3 separate regions of the Mus musculus genome follow, and regions 1 and 3 are each linked to region 2. The links are chromatin contacts, called in public promoter capture Hi-C and targeted proximity ligation maps. All regions are on one chromosome and are shown on one strand. The core of a region is the stretch at or near the end of the contact, and the rest is flanking DNA. Distances in the headings are between cores, read along the strand shown.

Region 1 (4,922 bases), core at 1,561-4,060, 2.6 Mb after region 2:
CTGAGACAGAGAGGTGATAAGAAACAGGTTGCTCTATGGCCTTGAAGCCCTTCACCAACCCCATCCCCTGGAGCTACAGGACAAATTCACGGTCCTACCTTGTGCCTGCCACCATGCCCTTAGGTACAGTGACATGGCCAAGATAGATCATGTGATATGATGCCTCCCCCCTCCACCACCCCACCACACACACACACACACACACACACACACACACACACACACACACACACACTTCCAAACCCTGTAAGAGTTAGAAACGCCTTTGCTCTCAGGATATGAAGGGTCAGCACTCTCTTCCTCCAAGGCCTGTGGCTGCTAAGACACTCTCTTTCTCCAGCTCTCCAGCTCTCCCGCTCCAAGGCCTGATGCTGCCCCCCCCCCCACATTGTGAAGCTCTCTCTCCTCCTAATAAAGGTCTTCTGAGGGAGCAGGGTAATCTCATGTCAGCTCCTTCCCAGGAACCTGCCATTTTTCTCTTTTCAGCTCTAACATAACAATATCAGAATGTGTCTAATTGCATATTTTAAAAATCTAGAATTTAAATATGGGCTAAATGTGCCTCAGGAAATCTACTTTAAAAAACACATAACCAATCTCTCATGTCGGTGCAGATATTTATTAGACGCAGAGTAAAACACGATGCAGTGAGCAATGACCAAGAAACTAAAACACTCATCCTATGGATTCCTGGGATACGCACCTCAACTGCTTGGTTTTTTTGTGTGCTTTCGATCTCTGAATTTGATGTTGGAATCAGCTCTGTCCTCTTCTTGCTGGGTGTGAGCTCCAAACTAGTTTCCGGCTTCTCTCTAGAAAATGGTTTTGCAATCACATTGTAAACATCGTTCCACGGCTGTTGGAAAGTCTGTGTGACTGAACAGATCTGTGCTTTTAAGACACCTTTCAGTTTTGTCATCGAAAGAGACACACACACCTGCAAACTTGACTCTATGAAGACATTCATTCGCCTTCATACAGTTCAACAGCTTCGCCCTGGTTGTCTCCAATTGCTTAAAACTGAGTGTGTAGGTGAGAAGTGTCACATTCAAAATGGAGTCCCTGGTCTCAAATTCAGACAAAAATGCAGCCATAGGGAGTGCTGGCATGCACTGCTGGCAAGAGCTACTTTGAGGAATCCCACAAGCCATAACTTTGCACAAAGAGCACCACGTCCTGCCACAATGTTGCTTCTCAGGGGACACCCCTGCCCAGCAATCATTCATCTTGGATTGGCATACCCTGCTGGTCCCTAAACACCCCTGTTATAATTAAACCTGTGGCCAAAGATGATTTATTCACAGCAACTTTAATTCTCCTCGATTCAACTCTAAATGTGTCTTCCTCTTCTCTATTCCTTGGAATGGGCTGCTGGTTTCCACAAGGTGTGTGCATTTTGCACTGGACTATGAACTTATTCTCAAATAAATTCTATTATTCATTCTCCCTTCCCCCTCTGGTCAGAGCTTTCTGATTATTTTCTAATTTGCACATTATTCTTTTCAAATCTCTATCAGTGAGTGATACACACTGATCTTAAAAGGAGAGAAGACGGTACATAATAGAGTATAATAAAATGCAAAACGCCTCAAACCTCCTCTCCTTGCCCCAACCTAATGCCCAGGCACAAACCTCCTAAATTTTTCACTGGTTTGTACTCCTACAAACTCACTCAACTTTGATGAGTCTGGAGAGTGGTCTTGTGGGTAAAAACTTCCACAAGATACGCCAACAGTCATCAGGTCTGCAGCCTAGTTCAATCTTACCCAGCAGGCGCTACTCACTAGTTTGTCCTTGGCAGAAACCATCTGGAGGAGGCAGGTTAGGGGGTGGGTATGGTGTTCTGCAGAACTAGCATCTAAATAAGATCTTCAAAAATGCTTCTGGTACCCAAAGCCCCAGTCCTCATAGTAAGACTCTTACCCCTGCTGAAAGCTTCGGGCCTGTTCTAATCGGCGGTCTTGCTTGAGTTGCTTCGGCAAGAACTGGACCAACAGCGCTTGAGAACTCGCTGAGTCTAGTTCAGGAGGGAAGGGGTGTGATTTAATACACAGCTGCCTTCTATGGGGGAAGGAGGGAGCCCCATGAAAGACCAACTCGAGTCAAAAGTGGGCTGCATGTTCTGATTTAGAATGGTGTCTAAAGCCAGGTGTGGTGGTGAATGCCTCTAATCCCACCACTCTGAAGGCAGAGAGGCAGACGCATTTCTGTGAGTTCCAGGCCAACCTGATCTACATAGTAAGAGTTTGCGGCCAGCCAGGGCTACATAGCAAAACCCTGTCTCAAAAAAAAATTATATCTGTGTGTGTGTGTGTGTGTGTGTGTGTGTGTGTGTGTGTGTGTATAAAATAAGAATTAGAACTGTGTCGGTTCCTGCTTTGCCCTCCATAAAATTTGTATGGGGGCTGTCTAGACGCAAGCAACTGCCAAACCATTTCTGGCAGGGGCCAACCGCTGGGAATTACCCTCAAAGATCTCGAGGGAGAGACCCTACTCCTGGGACTCCTGGGGCAGACCTGAGTGGGGTACAGTTGACTGTCCAGTTGCAGATTGGGTGTCACTTGACTCTGTACTTGAGGTCTTCGAGATCTGCGTGGGGCGTGGCCATGGGACCCTGGAAAGGCGGATCCCGAACTCCCCGCTGGCTGCTGGGCTCAGGCCCATCCCGCTGGGGCCAGCAGGGACAACGCGCCTGCAGGGAGGTGCGGACCAGGGTCCGCCTAGCCCCGGGATCATGGGCACTGGGGCCAGCGGGGCTGGAACGGAGGTGAGAGAGGTGGGGCGTCGCCTCCAGGGAGCGCGTGTCAAACGGCGGCGAGAGCGCGTGGGGCGGGACGCGCGGAATGAGGGCGCGCGCGGGAGCGGGTGGGGTGTGGGCCGCTGCAACTGTGCAGTAAGCGTATGCGTAGACACTGGCGCGGAGGAAGGCGCCCCAGCAACTCAACGGAAAGGCAGGCGCTCCACGCAGGAGTTAGGTCATTCATGAGTCACGCAAAGACGCGGTCCCAAAGTCCCAGAGGCAGCACCTGAGGCCGCTGGAGAAGTCGAGAGTTACTGACTAACCAAACACACCGAGGGCTTTGAGACCGGATTATAAAGGCTGGGAATTTCAATTTCTCTACACAGTGACATCCAGGCAAGCCTCCGCTAGCATGAGACACAAAAGCGAAACACGGGAGCTGGAGTGATGGCTAGGGTTCAGAGCATCTGTTGCTCTTGCAGAGAACTCAGACTAGGCTTCCAGCGCTCACCTGGCGACTCACAAAGGTCTATAAACCCAGTTCCAGAGAATCTGACGCCCTCTTCTGGCCTCCACTAGCTCTAGGCGTGCACATGGTATACAGACATATGTGGACAACACATATGCACATTAAATAAATCTTTTTGAAATGAAAGCCAAATAAATATACAATGTTTACACAAAGATGGGAACACACCCAGTACACAAGCCCCACCTACGTCCCCTGCTTTCCATCCATCTTCTCCCTCCTCCCTGAGTCTAATGTGTCCTTTGTCTCCACAGTCTAATGTGTCCTTTGTCTTTTCCTTAGTTTTTTACTATGGGACCTCGCTCTGCTGGGCAGGCAGGCCTTGAACTCCTGAGCTCAAGGGATCCCCATTTTCAGTCTCAGGACTGCGTACATACAGTGACTCTATCCACGCAAACTTGCACTCTACAAAGTCATGTACTTTCCATTTATGTGTTTGATGTGCTTTGGTCAACTTCACTATTCAAGTCTCCTTCCCTCAAAATCATCTCACCTCAATTTCTCTCCACATCCTTCACAGCCCCCCTCAGACATTCCTGGCCTTACAATTATTATTCCCAAAGTCCACGCATGACAGCATGCATGCTACTTGTCTTTCTGAGTCTGGCATAGTTTGATAAACATGATCCCCCTTTCCTTCCATGTTCCTACAAACAATGAAAAGTCCTTCTTTGCGGTTGAATAAAATACTTTCTCTAGCCATTGATATCCTCTTACCTTTTAACTATTTTTCCAAACCCCCTTTTGCAAACCTAATACCTTGGGGTTTTTTCATGATTGAAGCTTCATTTTTTTTTTAAAGATTTATTTATTTATTATATGTAAGTGCACTGTAGCTGTCTTCAGACACTCCAGAAGAGGGAGTCAGATCTCTTTACGGGTGGTTTTGAGCCACCATGTGGTTGCTGGGATTTGAACTCAGGACCTTTGGAAGAGCAGTCAGTGTTCTTAACCGCTGAGCCATCTCACCAGCCCTGAAGCTTCATTTTTAAAATGATGGCTGGCTTGAATATCTGTGTCCTTTCAAAATTCAGAGTGAAATTCTAACCCTAAGTAGGTTAAGTAGGTGAAAGACTTTGAGAACTTAGACCCCAAGGGCAAACTCCTCATGAATGGGACCTGTATCTTTATTTTAAAAAAACAAAAAGACCCCTACTGAGCTGGAAGCCTCCTTCACCACGTAGGTTATCTAGGCATTGCCATCTATGACCCTGAACACAGCTCTCATCAGATGCTGAATCTACTGGCACTGGTCCTGAGCATCCTAGCCTGGAGAACTTTGAGGCATTTTTGTTATCTACACGAGTCTTTGTTATAGATGCTACAATGGCTTGAATGAATGCTCAATGGGCTCAGATATTTGAACACTTATCCCTGGTTCATGGTTCTGCTTGGGGAGTGTGATGGCTGATCTTGGTTGCCAACTTGACTGCATCTGAAATCAGCTAAAACCCAGGCAGCTGACTCACCTGTGAGGGATTTATTTTTATTTGAGGTTCCACCCTAACTCTGGAACGGACTTTCTGATAACACACACACACACACACACACACACACACACACACTACAAAACATAGAAGAAGGAAGCTTCTGCTTTTTGCCTACTTGTCCTTACTCTCAGTGGCAGCAAGTTCATCTATCCTGCTGCTGCAG
Region 2 (4,993 bases), core at 1,810-4,309:
AGGATTCTTGGCCTTGATGTTTTCGCTAGGAATTCTGAGAATAACCAGGCAAAGCCACTCTCACCTGAACTGTACTGAGCAGTACTGCACAGAGGATGAAGGGCACCAAGGAAGTTCCAAAGATCCAAAGGGTGAGCCAGGCAGCCACATCCAGCAGCAGGATGTGAAGCAGGTAGACCAGGAAGAAGAGGTGGTTGGCCTTCATGAGGCCCATTCGCTCTACTGTGGCCCGCAGCTCCCGGAATTCATCAGTTAGCGCTTTCTGTGGGAGACGGGGGCTATAATTCTTCTCAGTGGCACCCCTAACCCTTGAAGAGAACCTCCCGTGCAGGTAGCTGTGGGAAGTCCACAGTCTTAGGCAAAGATACCCTGATGGGGAAGGAGGATAGGAAAAGCTCCTATAAATGGCATCATGTCCGGCAGCTAAACAGACTTACTTTGGGTCTCTGCAGCTTAAACTCTCTGAGCGTGTTTTCTTATGTGTGCATATATGAAGAGTATTTTATGAGTTTACATTGGTACATGATGCTCAGTAAATAGGTCTGCTGTCAGTGATGGGAGCACTGCTGATGGGAGCACTGGTGATGGGAGCACTGGTGATGGGAGCATTGGTGATGGGAGCAATGGTGATAGGAATACGAGTGATGGGAGCTCTGCTGATGGAAGCACTGGTGATGGGAGTACTAGTGATGGGAGCATTACTGGTGGGAGCACTGATGATGAGAGCACTACTGGTGGGAGGACTGGTGATGGGAGCATCGGTGGTAGTAGCACTGGAACAAGCTCCAGTGGGCTTATTACCCCATGACTACTCAAGACTCCCAAGAACCGTCACCTGTGATCCTATGCAGGCATTTGCCCCCTCTCCCTCCACAACTAAGTCTCCAAACAGCAAACATGGCCTCTCACATTCTTGGTGGGTTCAAAGCTGGGTTGCTCCGGAGCCAGCTCTCCAATCAGAAGAGAGTTCATATACTTTCTCACAAGACCCTTGTTGATGTGGAATGCCACAAAAGGATCCTAAAAATACAGAGAGAAGACAGTGAGGACCCCTGTCTCCCAGGCTCCCAAGGGCCTCACATCAAAGACCATCCTCCAGGTCAACAAGGTTTGCATCAATGCTGATGCAAGGCCTCCTCCCTCCTCCCTACTGTTCTTCCAGATGTCAGTCCCAGATCACCTGGCATTTGGGTTTCCACTGAAAGGGCACTACACCAAAGACTGGAAAGACTCCGCTGAATGCCACAAACACGGACCTGACGAAGCTAGCCTTCATGTCTACAGACACTTGGTGTAGGAATTTAGCACAGGAGAGAAGCAGCTTGCGGGAATAGGTGGGGCTATGAGGTTTTTGTTCCTACAGTACTTTCAACATGTCCCTTTCTTTCTTAGCCAGCTTCTGTTGTGAGGAAGACTCCCTACCTATGCCAGCGCTGGGGAACTCTTCACATTTCTTCCTCCTTTGGGCAGGGTTCCCTATTTCCCTCAACATTCTGACCATTCCCGCTCCGGAATAGTTAATATGGGTTATACAAGGTGGGTGGGAGGGCCTTAGGGAAAAAAAGCTGTAAGCGGAGGTGGAGTCCGTGGTCAGTGGCACCACACATCCAGACCAATCGCTGTCCTTGCCATGAAATCCTAGGCCCCCAAGCCACACAGAATGGGAAGCCTAGACGGAGCGGGTCTGCTCCATCCTTTCATGAACCGGTATAGGAATGCACTGCTGTTTGGATTCTGGGTGGTTACTTCTAGAAACCGGCTCCTTCTAGCCTGGTCGCTAAGGCCCTCCACCTCTAACTTCATGGGCAACTTAATAGGAACCCTGAGGACCCCGGGAGCACGTTAGACTGGCAGACAAGGAGTAAGAGGTCGGAGGGATGGCATTAGGTAGTTAAAAGGGAGATGGACCCAAATGTAGAGACCCAACAGATGACAATCCTGTCAAAGAATGCTCTGTCCTAAGTCATTCCTAGTCCGGCCCTCGCCTCTGAGGGAGGATATGGTCTAAAAAGAGAAAACAGGGCCACTAGACAGAAGCTGGGGTTCGTACTGACTCTTCCTTCAGTAAGCTACAACGGAAAAGGGACGCGACCCCGCGAAGTGTCTAATCGCGCGGGAGCCCTATTCCCTCAATAGTCGACCTCCCTGGCCCAAGTGACCTCGCACTAAGAATCCGAGTACAGTTTTACGACTCCAACTGCAAGCTGTCTTGGACCGGCTCAGGTTCATTACCCTACCCTCCGGGCTTCACAATGTACAGGTGATGCCCAAGCACCGGGTCCTCAGTGTCATCCCTAGCGCAAGCAGTCCTTTCCCACTTCCTTTCCGCTCCGAATCCCAACTTAGGGCCAGTTCTCTAGGTCAGACAAGGCTGTGTTCACCCTCCTAGCCTGGCAGACAGGACGCGACTCCCACTCTCTGCTCAGACTCCTCCTCCCACCACCGGAGGTTGCAAGTACCGTTGAACGGGTGCCTGGAAAGCTCATTCCCTCCTATCCAACCCATGCTTGAGACTCCAGAGGCAAAGCACGGATGTGCAACCAGCCCTTTGTTTGAGTGTGCGTGTCTCCGGCCACCGTCTACCGCTCCGGTCTCTCAGGCGCTTGCATCCCGGGTTCAAAGGCCTCTCTCCCCGCCAATGTCCCTCCCCGAGGTGCAGATGCGCCTATTGTCCGCTCTCACCGTGGCATCCTGACCCGCGTAGTGGCTGATGACCCGGGAGCCCCCCGGGTGGCGGCGGCTGAAGTCGCTGATGTTGTACACCTTCCGGTCGATCACGAGCCATCGCTCCTTCTCCCGCCCGGAGCGCTGCGCCACCTCCTCCCAAGTAAAGTAGCGCGTTTGGCGGAGCTGGGCGGAGGCCGGGCCAGGGGTCGGCACCGGGTCGGGAGCCATAGCAAGCTTGGCGGGGGAAGCTGGAGTCTGAGAGGTGCGCGCTCCGGGCCGCGGGGCAGCGCACGCCAGGCTCGCGAACTAGGGGAGCGTCGGGCTGCCTCGAGCGCGCGCCCGGAGACCGCCGTTCGCGCGCAGGGTTTTCAGCACCCTTGGCGCGGACCGCCGAGCCCCGCGGCGCGAGCTCCCATTGGCTGAGCCGAGTGGCGTGGGGCGCGAGCTCCGCCTCTCTCGGGTAGCAAAGACAGACTCCCCACTCCCCGGAGAGACTCAGGCTACTTCCAGCGGCAGAGACGCGCCCCCTCGCGGGGCCTGAAAGTGGTCTCCAGGCTATTCCACTTCGGAATTTATTTATTTATTTTTTTATTGAGCATGGTAGGGATTGATAGGATAACGGTTCCTTTGAGTGCGTCACAGCTTGATGTAGCTAAGGCGGAGGTCCCAAGGGCGCATAGAAGCTTGGTGTGAACATATAGAAAAGAAAACAGTTCTCATGTTGCTCAGGCCGGCCCCAGACTCACTGTGTAGCTGAGAATGACCTTGAACCTCTGACTCTCCTGAGTTCTGGGTTTACAGGCACTGCTTTCCACGTTCTGTTTCATACAGCAGATTGTGCTAAGGCAAACGTTCTGTCAATTTCCTGCCCCTAGGAAACACGTGACAAATTAAACACAGTGGCTTTAGCAAACAAAACAGCATCCTGACCCAGTAGCCGTTCAGAGATCCCCCTTCCTAGCAAGGTGGGCAGTTAGCATGTGTGGAAAGAAAGAGGACTAACATAAAGAAAGAGACTGATTGGCTACAGTTCCAGGCTTTTGCTCACGTGATAGCCCAACGCTAACAGAAGTCTTGTCTGCTATGATTGGCCGTCACTTTTGACTTACAAGAATATAGTACTTAGGAACACACACACACAATTAACACATGCACGCATGCACACACACACATGCACTAACTAAAATGTGATGATGATGATGATGGTGGTGGTGATGATGATGATGATAACAATACTAATGATAGCTCTATGGTTCAGGAGGAACAGTTGCCTGATGCAAAACCCAGTGACCTGAAATGGATCCCTGGGACCCACAAGATGGAAGGAGAGTACTGACTTCCACAAGTTTTTCTTCTAGCCTACATTGCCTGCAATTCATGGCAGCACACACACACACACACACACGTAAATAAATAAATAAATGCAATTTTAAAAACGATTTTAAAACAAAAATAAAACGAAGAAAGGCCAGCCTTGCCTTCTTTGTATGTAGTTTAACATTTGCAATTAGCTTTAGCATTTTCTATTTCTAGTGATCTTAGTTTCGTATTGTGTTTTGTTGTTATTTTTGTCCCTGGAAGCAGTAGCCCTGGCTGATCTGGAACTCACTGTGATGAACAGATTAGCTTCGAAGTTGCAATGATCGCCCTGCTTTGGCCTCCCAAGTGCTGTAATCATAGGCAAGCACCACTGTGTTTCACTATATTAATTAGAATTATACAGGTTTAGTGGCCTTAATTGTCAGGAGACAGTAGGACGCAATCAATCGTGAAGTTTGTGTGACAGCCTCAGCAGTGGTTACACCAGCAGTGTGTAGACTGGTGAATCTAGCAATCTCTATTTCTGGAAGCATGAGCTTCTTTAGAGCGCCGTTTGCCAACTGTGGCACAGAGCCTGTTCTCTAACAATTCTGTGTATTGTGGGTCTTTCTGCAATAGGGAACTTTACTGGGAACAAAACATCTCTATTCTCCTTGGAGTTTCGCTCTTGCTCTGGCTAAGTGTGAGAACTAAACTGTCTGCACGGACATTCCTCAGCCTCAGTTTCCCGTTCTTGATAATGGTGCTAAACCATTCTGGCATAAGAAGTATTAATTTTATATGAAAAATTTATCTTATATCTTACTACTTAAAATCTTTTAATTTTATTTATTTATTTATTTATTTATTTATTTATTTAGAGTATTTACCTGTGTGTGTCAGTGGAAAAAAACCATACATGCCACAGCCTATATGTAGATATCAGAAGACAAACCTGCGGGAGTCTATTCTCTCCTTCTATCATGTGGGTGTTGGGGACTAAACTCAGGTCATCAGGCTTCTAGGA
Region 3 (4,354 bases), core at 569-3,068, 2.7 Mb after region 2:
GGCTGGGCCCTTTCCCATTGATCACTGATTAAGAAAAATATCCTTTAGGCTTGCTCACCACCTGATCTTATGGAGTCATTTTCTTTTTCTTTTCTTTTTTTTTTAAAGATTTATTTATTTTATTTATATGAGTACACTGTAACGGTCTTCAAACACACACCAGAAGAGTACATCAGATCCCAGTACAGATGGTTGTGAGCCACCATGTGGTTGCTGGGATTTGAACTCAGGACCTCTGGAAGAGCAGTCAGTGCTCTTAACCACTGAGCCATCTCACCAGCCCTGGAGTCATTTTTTTTTTTTTTTTTCCAGAGACAGGGTTTCTCTGTTGTAGCCCTGGCTGTCCTGGAACTCACTCTGTAGACCAGGATGGTCTTGAACTCAGAAATCCACCTGCCTCTACCTCCCAAGTGCTGGGATTAAAGGTGTGTGCCACCACTGCCTGGCTGGAGTCATTTTCTTAATCAAGGTTCCCTCTTTTCAGATTTCAAGGTAACATAGAACTATCCAGCATGCCTGACTTTAACATAGACTTTAAGAAAAAAATACTTAAGCATTCACCAAAATAAGTAATTGGATTCCTGATTACTGGCATACAGTTCCCTTTGCCATCGTTCTCTGGCACTCAACAGCATCGGGGGACAGTTTGCTGCACTATCAATTGATGCCTGCCGTTGAGTGACAGAGTAAGATATTTTCCAGAGTCATTTTGGGAAATATCCTGGATCGTTTTCAGAACACTGCAACAACCAAGATGCTATCTGAGCTTTATTTGACCTTAAAAAACTGTCTAGGACAGATGCGGTCCACAGCTTGTTCCCCATCTGCAGCAGCCTGCTTGCCTAGCGCTCCCTCTGTGAGTTAGCATCTTTACAGAATTTGCTGAATCTGCAATTGCACTTTGGGTCATAGATTGCTACTTAGCAACATCAAATCCCACAGCTTTATCATCATTATGTACTTAAAATTTAAAAAGAACAAAATTTGACATAAATTGATGTCCAGTTTCAAATGTCATTTTTTGGGGGACTCATCTTAGGACATGAATAAAATTCAGTATTATGAGTATCTGTGCCTCATTTTTAATACCTCATTTCATGTCCACTCCATTCCCCCAGTCCCAACCAAGACGTTTTCTCCTGGTTTTCCTTTCCTCGGCAGCTTCTTTTTTATTTTCCAAAGTATGTTTTTTGTAGCTCAGAACATAGCTCAGAGAAAAGACAACCTGAAGCCTCTTTGGGAAGAAAAACAAGATAAAAATATGAAGCCGATTCTGTGCCTGCATTGCAATGTGATTGGAATGAGTAATAGTTTCTCATTCTGTTTAGCATCTTTCTCCACCTATCAAACATGGGACTGTACCATGCCTGCCTCGGTGGGGCGATATTACGACACGACCAGATAATTCAAAAAGAACATTACAGAGGGGGGGTCTTTAAATATTGTACTCTTTGGAGTCACAGGCTGGTACGTATCAGGCAAAGACATCAATTAGGATTTATAATAAAAAATTTGTAGCTTATGAAGGCATAAAGAAACATAATCTGCCAGCTAGAAAACATTCACATAAACAAGTGGAAGGTGGGGAGACTGGGCACGGTTAATCTGTAGCAGGGGCTGCAGTGGCGGGCCGGTTCTAGAGTTTAGCCACGCCCCTTACGTCAGGCTTTCCCCCATTCCCCCACCCCCTACCCCTCACCCCCGAGAGGCCTGCCCCACCCGCGGGCCCAGTCACTGCGTCCTTTCCTGCGGGAGCGCAGAGGGACAGTTCTTGCGCCTGCGCATTGCGTCGCTGCGCGCCTCCGAGGCCGCCGCCCGCGCGTCCAGGCTCTTTGTGCGCATGCGCGCTCGCACTCCTTCTCTCCCTGCGGAGCTCGGCTGAGTCAGTCAGTCTGTCGGAGTCAGTCTTCCGAACAGGCGTCGCCGGGAACTTCGGAGAGCCAGCTGCTGGATTATTCTGTGTCCCCTCCCACTCTCCCGCCCTACGTCTCTCTTCACCCTTCTCCCGCCCTTGCTCGTACAGCCATGGCGGAGTCGTCAGCGGCCACTCAGTCCCCGTCAGTCTCCTCGTCGTCCTCCGGGGCCGAGCCGTCAGCTCTCGGCGGCGGCGGCGGGAGCCCTGGAGCCTGCCCCGCCCTGGGGGCGAAGAGCTGCGGCTCCTCGTGTGCGGGTGAGGCGCGCGTGGGGCTTGGTCCCTGGGGAGCGCGAGCTACTGGGTCTCCGGGAAGGGGCGAGCGACCTGTCTGGGCCGTGGGCGGCTTTAGTCTCTTGGCGGGCATTTGAGGAACAGGCTAAGGGGGAGGGGAGCGAAGGACCGAGGTGAGGAAATAACGGGGTGTGAAGAAAACAGGTTGGGGGCGGGGTGGTGAACTAGAGTGGGCGTTGACGCTGACCCCCTGCAAGGGAGGGCACCGCAGTGGGGTGAAAACGGAGAAAGGCTATGTGCACCCAATGGATCGAGTGCTGGAGGCCCGAGAGCCCTAGGGTGGGTCGGGGGGTGGGGGTGACTTAGAGCAGGATTAGCGAGCCTCAGGGGATTGTGACAGGTGGGACGTAGGAGAAATGAAGTCGCTAGGATTTTGAGAGGGGTAGTGGTGGAAAAGGTGGCGTTGCAGGTTTGCAGACCGGTTGACACAATCTTAAATGGATGATATAGCCTTCCAAAAAAAAATTTTTTTTTTTTTTTGTTCGCCAGAAGGATCAGGAAGTTCTGTTACTGTTTTTGGCTAAACTGAATGCCAGATTTTTTTTTTTTTTTTTTTTTTTTTCTGAGACTCTGAGGTAGATGAGGCGTGATGAGAATAGCATGGGAAGATTTGGGAGGGAGCTGCTGATAGTCCAAGATGGATCCTTGGCTGCATCTGCAACACAGCCGGCTCTTCACCGGTGGTGCATCGTGGGGGTGGGGACACGCAGTCAGTTGCTATATTCTAGAAGATAATAAATACAGTCTTGCCAAGCCATCACCATGTTTTGATTTCTTGTTTTCGATGGCCTATTCTCAATAGCAGCATAACAAAAGGGAACGATTGCTGCAGGGGAAAGAATTCAGACAAAGCCTGGGCTGCTTGAACCCCCTTCTCTCTTGTGTGTGAAAAGACTAGGAGGGACGCTGGCGGCCTCCTTTAGTTTCTTTTGTATACAAGTCTGCCTGCTGGTGGGAGCTGACTGGCAAGCTCGACTCAGATCAGAGAGATCTGCAGTGCAGATGCCTTCTTGAGGAAAAATATGCACCACTGGCAGGTGGTGGTTCTTAAGAGAACTGAGTCTTTGGCGAAAAATTCGGTTTGTCAAAGGAAGGATTTTAAGAGGTTTAGAAAATGCTTTGTTGACTCCAGCGCAGTCTTGAATTATGACACAATATTCCTGATCTTAGCATTAAATATATTCTCTCATGTTTCCTAATACTGGCCTTCCACCTGTCTGAGAGCTTTGGTGCCCTGCAGAATTCTCCATGGGAATGGCCATTTGGATAAATGGTATGGGAGGAAGTTTTCTGGAGATAAAGGGAATGAGGCAGCATATTTTGAACCCTGGTTCTGTTTAAACCACCAGCATTTCTCTTTCAAATTTTTGCATTTTGGGCTATTTTCCAGATAAACGGTGGCTTTTCTATAACTTAGTGACTTGCCTTTAATCACTGCTTACTGTTTGGTTGGCCTAGTCCTAATTTCCAAATTTCTGATAAAAGTCTAGGTTTCAGAAGTTGGCCTTTTGTGCTGAAGATCAAATGTTAAGTATTGAGGAATCAGTCTAGCTAGCACTCAGAGAATTAAATTTTTAGCTATGGTTGTCATCAAATAGTGAAAAAAAATTTTAATACAAAGTAGCCCAGGCTAGCCCTGAATGCAAGATGATTCTGCCTCAACCTCCATGGGAACTACAGGTGCATGCCACCACACCCATCACGAATCAACATTTTTTTTTTTTTTTAAAGATTTATTTATTATTTTATGTAAGTACACTGTAGCTGTCTTCAGACACACCAGAAGAGGGAGTCAGATCTTGTTATGGATGGTTGTGAGCCACCATGTGGTTGCTGGGATTTGAACTCTGGACCTTTGGGAGAGCAGTCAGGTGCTCTTACCCACTGAGCCATCTCACCAGCCCTCGAATCAACATTTTTATTCTTTTAATGCACTGTCAGAGGGATTGGCTCCCTTAGTGTGCCAGAGGAATGCAAGTATGTACTGCCACCCTGTGAATTTTATATTAGCAGTACTGATATATTAACATGCAGTATTTTTGTTTAGCTTGTGTTTCTGCTATCATTCCCTCATGTCACATGCCACATTGTCACAGTTTTATTATTGCCATTTCCCTGTGTTTTTTAATAAAGAGTCTTCTTCTGGAA

The links. Promoter capture Hi-C pulls out the DNA fragments that hold promoters and counts their contacts.
Region 1: a promoter capture Hi-C map of cranial neural crest shows a contact between it and region 2. A contact is called at or near these places in 2 of 39 promoter capture datasets (cranial neural crest and hippocampal neurons).
Region 3: a targeted proximity ligation map of astrocytes shows a contact between it and region 2, with 6 times the contacts expected there. A contact is called at or near these places in 1 of 39 promoter capture datasets (hippocampal neurons), 1 of 130 datasets of targeted methods (astrocytes) and 1 of 9 other capture datasets (liver).

The regions. Positions count from the first base shown.
Region 1 is chr19:7,610,425-7,615,346 of GRCm38.p6, reverse strand. Plaat5 (phospholipase A and acyltransferase 5) reads right to left here and starts at 2,810. Exons shown (of 6, transcript NM_025731.3): 1 at 2,517-2,810; 2 at 1,924-2,017; 3 at 704-812. The coding sequence starts at 2,664.
Region 2 is chr19:10,180,954-10,185,946 of GRCm38.p6, reverse strand. Fads1 (fatty acid desaturase 1) reads right to left here and starts at 3,059. Exons shown (of 12, transcript NM_146094.2): 1 at 2,683-3,059; 2 at 910-1,020; 3 at 65-262. The coding sequence starts at 2,895.
Region 3 is chr19:7,480,755-7,485,108 of GRCm38.p6, reverse strand. Rtn3 (reticulon 3) reads left to right here and starts at 1,818. Exons shown (of 9, transcript NM_001003934.2): 1 at 1,818-2,170. The coding sequence starts at 2,026.